2 separate regions of the Oryza sativa genome follow, and region 2 is linked to region 1. The links are chromatin contacts, called in public HiCAR-type maps. All regions are on one chromosome and are shown on one strand. Each heading gives the region's core, a stretch centred on a gene start, on an enhancer-like site or on the middle of the called end of the contact. The rest is flanking DNA. Distances are from core to core; before and after follow the strand shown.

What was found. HiCAR-type assays count read pairs that join an accessible place to other places.
Region 2: a HiCAR-type map of leaf shows a contact between it and region 1, with 4 times the contacts expected there. The contact joins the promoter of LOC4325822 here to the promoter of LOC4326533 in region 1. A contact is called at or near these places in 1 of 15 Hi-C or Micro-C datasets (leaf) and 1 of 4 datasets of contacts at active chromatin or transcription factors (leaf).

What each region holds. Positions count from the first base shown.
Region 1 is chr1:41,814,297-41,817,817 of ASM3414082v1, reverse strand. LOC4326533 (putative disease resistance protein RGA4) reads left to right here and starts at 2,013. Exons shown (of 8, transcript XM_066306770.1): 1 at 2,013-2,218; 2 at 2,588-2,679; 3 at 2,762-3,117; 4 at 3,228-3,521. The coding sequence starts at 3,292. LOC4326534 (chitinase CLP-like) reads right to left here and starts at 927. Exons shown (of 2, transcript XM_015790792.2): 1 at 1-927. The coding sequence starts at 855.
Region 2 is chr1:42,203,985-42,207,505 of ASM3414082v1, reverse strand. It overlaps LOC4325822 (amino-acid permease BAT1 homolog), which reads left to right and starts at 1,876. Exons shown (of 7, transcript XM_066306787.1): 1 at 1,876-2,124; 2 at 2,245-2,518; 3 at 2,896-3,115; 4 at 3,236-3,417. The coding sequence starts at 2,012. LOC4325823 (amino-acid permease BAT1 homolog) reads left to right here. Exons shown (of 8, transcript XM_015786305.3): 4 at 1-61; 5 at 157-338; 6 at 430-719; 7 at 808-950; 8 at 1,038-1,658. The coding sequence ends at 1,372.

The sequences.
Region 1 (3,521 bases), core at 764-3,263:
GCGGCCCGTGCGGGCGTTGAGGTCGAGCGCGCCGGCGGGCAGGGACACCGGGACGTCGCCGGGCCCGCGCCACGACACGGAGATGCGTTTTACGGGGAGGTAGTAACCGCCGTTCCTCCTCGGGTTCGTCAGGAACGGGGTTCGCCGGAGCATCTTGGTGTAGTCGAAGGGCCCGTACGGGTTGTAGTTGGGCAGGTACACCGGCGTGTCGCCGAACGTCGCGAACACCGGCAGGCACAGGGCGAACGTGCTGCCGAACCGGCGCTGCGCGGCGAGCTGCGACGGCAGCGAGAGCGGCGTCGTCCCGGAGAACCCCGCGACGCCGGCGGCCGCCTGCGGCAGCGACGGCGACGCCAGCAGCCGCTCCGGCGCGCACGCGCCGACGGCGGTGAACGACTCCGGGTACAGCAGGTCGGTGCCGTTGGTCGTGTTCGCCGACATGGTGAATGTCGTCAGATCGCCGGTGGAGCACTCGCCGGTGACCGGATTGAACGGGTGGGCGGTGCAGGCGCAGCGCGACCCCGGTTCGCGGCCGGCCCAGAACCAGCCGCCGTCGACGTACCGGCAGCGGCGAGGCTGCTGCCGGTTGACCGCGTCGCACGCGGCGGACTGGCATGGCACCGTGGAGTGCGTGGACGGGCACGTCGACCAGACGAGCGCGCCGGCGAGGTCGACGACGAGCGGCGGCGCGCCGTTCTTGACGGAGATGGTGTAGAGTGAGGTGTTGTAATCCTTGGCGAGCCTGGAGACTAGTGGCTTCTGATCACTCGCAGCTTGTGCTGTGCACCGGACGAACACTTGCACTGCGATGGCAGCAAGAAGCAGCACGTGCACAGGTTCAGGTGGACGAGGCATGATGCGATGCGTTGCTCTGAACAAGCAAAAACGTAGCGAATGATCGAGGTGATTAGGATGAAGAGAGACGCTGAGATAAGATGGTCTCTTTTCCGTGTATTTGTATAGCGATTTAGCAGGGTTAAGCGTTGACCTATACACGTAGTAAATGTCGTGCTAATTTGATGAGATGTATCTCAAGGTGGACTGAACATAACAAAACCATGGATCAAACCAAAACCCAGCTGCAAACAGTAGATGATCAACACTAGGAACCTAGGATCTCCGCTTTGATTCGTGTGTAAACTTCGGGCTGGCTGGTTCAGTTGACCACAGGTACACGGTTATCCTCGTGAGTCGTGACCAGTTAATTAGCACCATCGGCGTAGCAAAACCACGGCTTCGATCGTCAGTCCGTCTCGCCTCGCCTGTACTGTAAAGGAAAACTATTTTAAACTCTAAAAATTAGGTTTTGCATGTCACTCAAATGGTTATAAATTTTTTTAAAAAACAATAAGATAACTTAATATGTGATAGATCAATCCACAAACATGCAAGGCGAAATTTAACCATAAAATAAAAAAAAATAAATTTGACTATAAATATACGTTAACTAGCTGTAGTTTAATTTATTTTTTGTGCAACTTATATAAATTGTATTTCAACTTGAATATTTGTGAAATGATACATCATATGTTAATACATCTTTTTTTTTTAATTTTTTTTAACCATTTGAGTGGCATGCTAAGAGTCAGGACATCTTGTCTGTAATCACCATGGGAGCATATTAGTGTAGGGATGCAAGCGGGCCGACTCGCGAATTCACTCCTAGGTCAAATAAATGATAATTCATGGGTTTTTGTGTCGTGGCCTAACTTGCCGCATCTAGATATGCAAGTGGGTCGATTTATAAACATATTTATAGATCAAGTTAATATATATAACATGTGAGTCAAACCTGCGGTTTATGCACTAATTTTGTCTATAAGCGGCTTCCCCACTTGCACCCTTATATTAGTGTGTAGTACTGTTGATAGCTCGAGCGACATAATTTTGGGCTGCTTGGGCTACAACTCTTTGGGCCTTAGAGCAGCATATGTTTGCTTGGACTAGGCTGCGTGTGAGCCGAAGGCCCAGCTCGAAAGCTTGATGGGCTGTGGTGGCTTCAGGGCAGCGGCGGCGCAGACGATCCCGTGAGTCCAGCCACGGGGGGCGGAGCGAAGCCACCGGCGGCGAGGTGGTGAAGGGGGCTGGAGGCGGCGTCCGTTCGAGCGGCGGCGGCCGGATCGATGGATCGAGTCGAGCACCATGCGCCCCTGTGTCCCGCGGCTCGGGTCGGCTCGGTACAGGCGGAAGTGCAGCGGCGGCGCCTCTCCTGGTGTTGGTAAGCTCTCTCTCTCTTTCTCTATCTGGTTCACTGTTTGAGATTGGAACGAATCCCCTCCTTGCAGTTGCAACCCAAAAGTTGGAAGTGATTCCGCGGCCTTTGCTGCTGGCTCTTCCTCCACCACATTCCAACAAGCCGTTGTCCATCTGGAATAATAATTCTGGATCGTGTGTGGTGATCCTGCATCTTCACACGTACTGTAGGCCTGTTAGATCCTTCCCAAATTGATGTCTTGTAAAGACTAAAAGATGCAGATTGAATGCTAAGTTGTCGCTGGACTAGTCTCTTCCCCCATCTTTATCCCGGTTTCACTTCCGTTTTTCATTCATCTTCGAATTGATTTTTACTGTTTTCTCTTACTCTCAGTGCCAGGAAGGCCGCCACCCACCATCCACCAAGCGTGCCAAGCCATGGTCTCAACAATACTTCTTTCTTCAAAGGGATGATGCTTGCAAATCGTAATGCTTTCTCAGAATCGATGTGTTTTGCCTTTAGACGATATAGCAAGCACTGAATTGTCTACACTGCACTGCACATCAGGTGTCGATGCAAAAAGGCTACAGGTCAAGAAACAAAGAGATGCAAATTGTGCCACTAAAAATCTATTTGGCGGGCAAACGGGTAAAGCAAGCGACATATTGGTGGAGCATGCCAATCGCAAGGAAAAACTCTCATGGACATGCAGTTGTGGACTGTGGTAGGGTCCTCCACAAAACAAAGAGACGAAGTGCACTTGTGGGTAGAGAGCTTTCACAAACAAACAGGCAGCATACATTCCTGTGGGAGAGAGAGAGAGAGAGCTTGCGCATGTGCTAGCTGTCTGGTAGCTTGCGCATCTAAGGCAAGTTGTTGGATAAGTCTCCATAGTCATTTCTTCTTGTTGACAGATTACCCAGGTTTCACCATTGTTTGGCTATTGCAAATCATTTTAATTTTATCTTCCAATTAATTTGGACTGCATCGCTTTAACCTTTTCTGTAAAATATTAAATATGTATCCTCTCCAGGAAGGCCACCACGCACCACCTACCAAGCGCACTATGCCATGGACTAAACTACGTGAACTGTGCCATGTGGTATACTACTAGTATATGTGTGGCTGCTTCCCCTCCCGATCTACATCTTGCTTCTATTTCACAAAGCCATATTCCTGTTGATAGAGTTCACTGTGAATCTGCCATACCATCCATGAGCGGGATTGGAGGGATGATTGCGAGTTCCGTGGCGAATCGGGTCGCCAGCAGGCTCAGCGAGCTTGTGGTGGAGGAGGCCACTCTGCTGTGGAGATTCAAGGACGACGT
Region 2 (3,521 bases), core at 627-3,126, 390 kb before region 1:
AGCCTCCCGATCCAGTGCCTCTCTTGGTTCGGCCAGCTTGGAGCTTTTTGGAATGCGGCAGGTAATGAAATTATTTTTTTTTCCTCCTCTTGCAATCGATCTCCTTATTAAGTCACCATCGATTCCATCATCACTCTATTGTTCTTCGTTTGCTAGGTGTCTTTGTGCTGGTGGCCTTGATCCCGGCTGTCGCCACGGAAAGGGCGAGCGTTGAGTTCATTTTCACTCACTTCAACACAGAAAACGGCATGGGGATACGCGACAAGGCTTACATTTTACTCATCGGGTTGTTGATGAGCCAGTACGCGATGGCCGGCTACGACACATCTGCTCATATGGTACGTTGCGATTTCGCCCCTAGACACAGTAGTCCATATCTAAACTGCAAATACTACTGACACTCTGACAGTATATCATTCTATGCATCAGACAGAGGAAACGAAGAATGCAGATTGGAGTGGCCCGATCGGGATCGTAACCTCGGTTGCTCTCTCGACCGTGTTCGGGTGGATCTACATAGTGTCACTCACGTCGGCGGTGACGGACATTCCCTACCTGTTGAGCCCCGACAACGACGCCGGCGGCAACGCGGTTGCTCAAGCTTTCTACACCACTTTCCACCGGAGATACGGCAGCGGCCTGGGAGGGATCCTCTGCTTGGGAGTCGTCGCTGTCGCCGTCTTCCTCTGCGGCCTCGCCTGCATCACTAGCAACTCGAGGTCAGATCGATCGATCAGCTGACGTGTTCAGGAATTTAGCTTAGCTTAATTAGCTACGTACATGTTGATAATTTCCTAGGTTAATTAGCCACTGCATGCAGGATGGCGTATGCGTTCTCCAGGGACGGAGCAATGCCGTTCTCGAAAGTCTGGCACCGAGTGAACAAGCAAGAGGTGCCTATAAACGCCGTATGGCTCTCTGTGGTGGTGGCGTTCATCATGGCTCTGACAGTGAGTTAATTCGTACCACTGCTGATTAATTTTCATGCTTGATTCTCAGTTCAGAATAACCAGAATTATGCTTTATTTTTATGACAGTCGCTGGGAAGCCAGGTGGCATTCCAAGCAATGGTGTCCATCGCGACGATAGGGCTCTGCATCTCCTACGCGCTGCCGATCTTCTTCCGGGTGACGACGGCGAGGGGATCCTTCGTTCCGGGGCCGTTTCACCTTGGCAAGTACGGGATCGTCGTCGGCTGGGCCGCCGTGCTCTGGGTGGCCGCCGTCACCGTGCTCTTCTCGCTGCCGGTGGCGTACCCGGTGGCGGAGGAGACGTTCAACTACACGCCGGTGGCCGTCGGCGGCGTGCTGCTGCTCACCGTCGGCGCGTGGGCTCTCCGTGCCCGCTTCTGGTTCCAAGGGCCCATTACTAACACTAATGACGGCCCGCTGTGACGGCCCATAACTGTATGGGCCGATGCATGTGTGCTACGGCCCATGGAGTTCTACGGCTGACAAGGAAGCCCACGTACATGTAGCCTTGTTGGGCGGCCCAGTAAGAGGCCGTTCTTTATTTTGATTCGTATTCCCATGTCCTTGGATGGAAATTCAACGGTCTACGATTCGGCTGATTATGTTAGAAAAAGACAGGCATGAGGTACAGAACTATACTAAAAAAGCAGCATGCGTGCAATAATTCAAGCATAGTTTAAACATGAACCAAAAGTCCTAAGGTATACAGTTTTTTTTTTGGAACGCATAAGGTATACAGCGATATATTGCATCTTATCCTTCAGTTAGTCAACGGTAGTTGGCAATACTACAGGAAAATCGTGACATAAGCGTATCAATCAATCATCAGTGGTATACAAAATTTCCAACCATTTCGTTGATTATGAATTATATATAAGAGAGAGGTACGTACTTGGACATTTCTTTTTTGGGAAGTTGACTAGTACAGCGAGCATGTAAACTATACTCTGCAGGATTAGTGAGCTATGGAGGTGATAGCGTCAAAAATAGCTAGCCTCCCAGGAAACAGCCTACAGGAGATAGAGAACTGATCCACGGCCATGTCTCGCTCCGTCCAATTAGCGATGGCCGCCGGCGATCAGGCCGCCGACGACCCGGACAGCCTCCGGCTTCTCCAGCTCGGCTACAAGCAGGAGCTCAAGCGTGGCCTCTCGTATGCACACAACAAGTTTCAGTTTATTCAGACTTAGCATGCATTCACCGTGCTAATTAGTTCATTCTTTTCAAAACTAAGACCATCTTGATCGATTCATCTGGATATATATACACACAGGACCCTGTCGAATTTCGCCTTCTCGTTCGCCAACATCTCGGTGCTGACGGGCGTCACGGCGACCTACAACACGGGGCTGCGCTACGGCGGGCCGGTGTCGATGACGCTGGGGTGGCTGGTGGTGGCGCTGTTCAACGGCTGCGTCGCCCTGTCCATGGCCGAGATTTGCTCGGCGTACCCGACCTCCGGTGGCCTCTACTACTGGAGCGCCAAGCTGGCCGGCAAGGAATGGGCGTCCCTGGCTTCTTGGGTCACTGGCTGGTACGTGAGACATGTATGAGCTAGTCTGCATCAATTTCCCCTGTCTTTATGCACTGGAACTAATCCAAAATGGTTAGGTGCAATTGTTTTCTTGATATCCTTGAAAAAAAATTGTTGTCTTGAGATGGTGCCTTCTTGAAGATTATGTTTGATCATTACTATTTTGAATATTTGTTGCTGTGGATTATGCATGTATGCTGTTGTTCAACTTAATTTGCGAGCCTGAATTTGTTATTGTGTTGTGTGTTCGACAGGTTCAATATCGTTGGACAGGTATACTACCATTGTCTGGTGGATCTAGATACTGTTTTTAGCTCCAGCTTATAACTTCATTTTTCGAGAAAAAAATTTGCATTGTTGCCCTGTCCTTGTCTTCAACTGTTGTGGCAGTGGGCAGCTATTGCGAGCGTAGACTTCTCGCTGGCGCAGCTGCTACAGGTGATCATCTTGCTTAGCACGGGAGGAGCCAATGGCGGCGGCTACATGGCTTCAAAGTATGTCGTGTTGGTGATTTGCGCCGTCATCCTAATCCTTCATGGCGTCATCAACAGCCTCCCTATCCAGTGGCTATCTCTGTTTGGCCAAATCGGGGCCATCTGGAATGCTGCAGGTGCATGGTACACATGGAGGCAATAATCACCAGTCCTTATGAATTGTGGTTCTTGGCATCTGAAGTCTGAATATTGAACCCTGAACGAAATTTATCTGTCTGAACAATCAACAATGATAGGTGTCTTTGTTCTGGTGATCCTGATCCCGGCAGTAGCAAAGGACAGGCCAAGTGTTGAGTTCGTGTTTACCCATCTCAACACGGACAACGGCATGGGGATCCATAGCAAGGCTTACATCCTAGCCGTGGGATTGCTGATGAGCCAGTACTCCGTGCTCGGCTACGATACATCCGCTCACATGGTAAACGAGTCCTCTACTCCTGTCAGGCTGCAGATATCTGAATGAGCATAACTGAATATGGATAGAACACAGTGTCACAGTGACGAGCTGATGATGCGTGTATG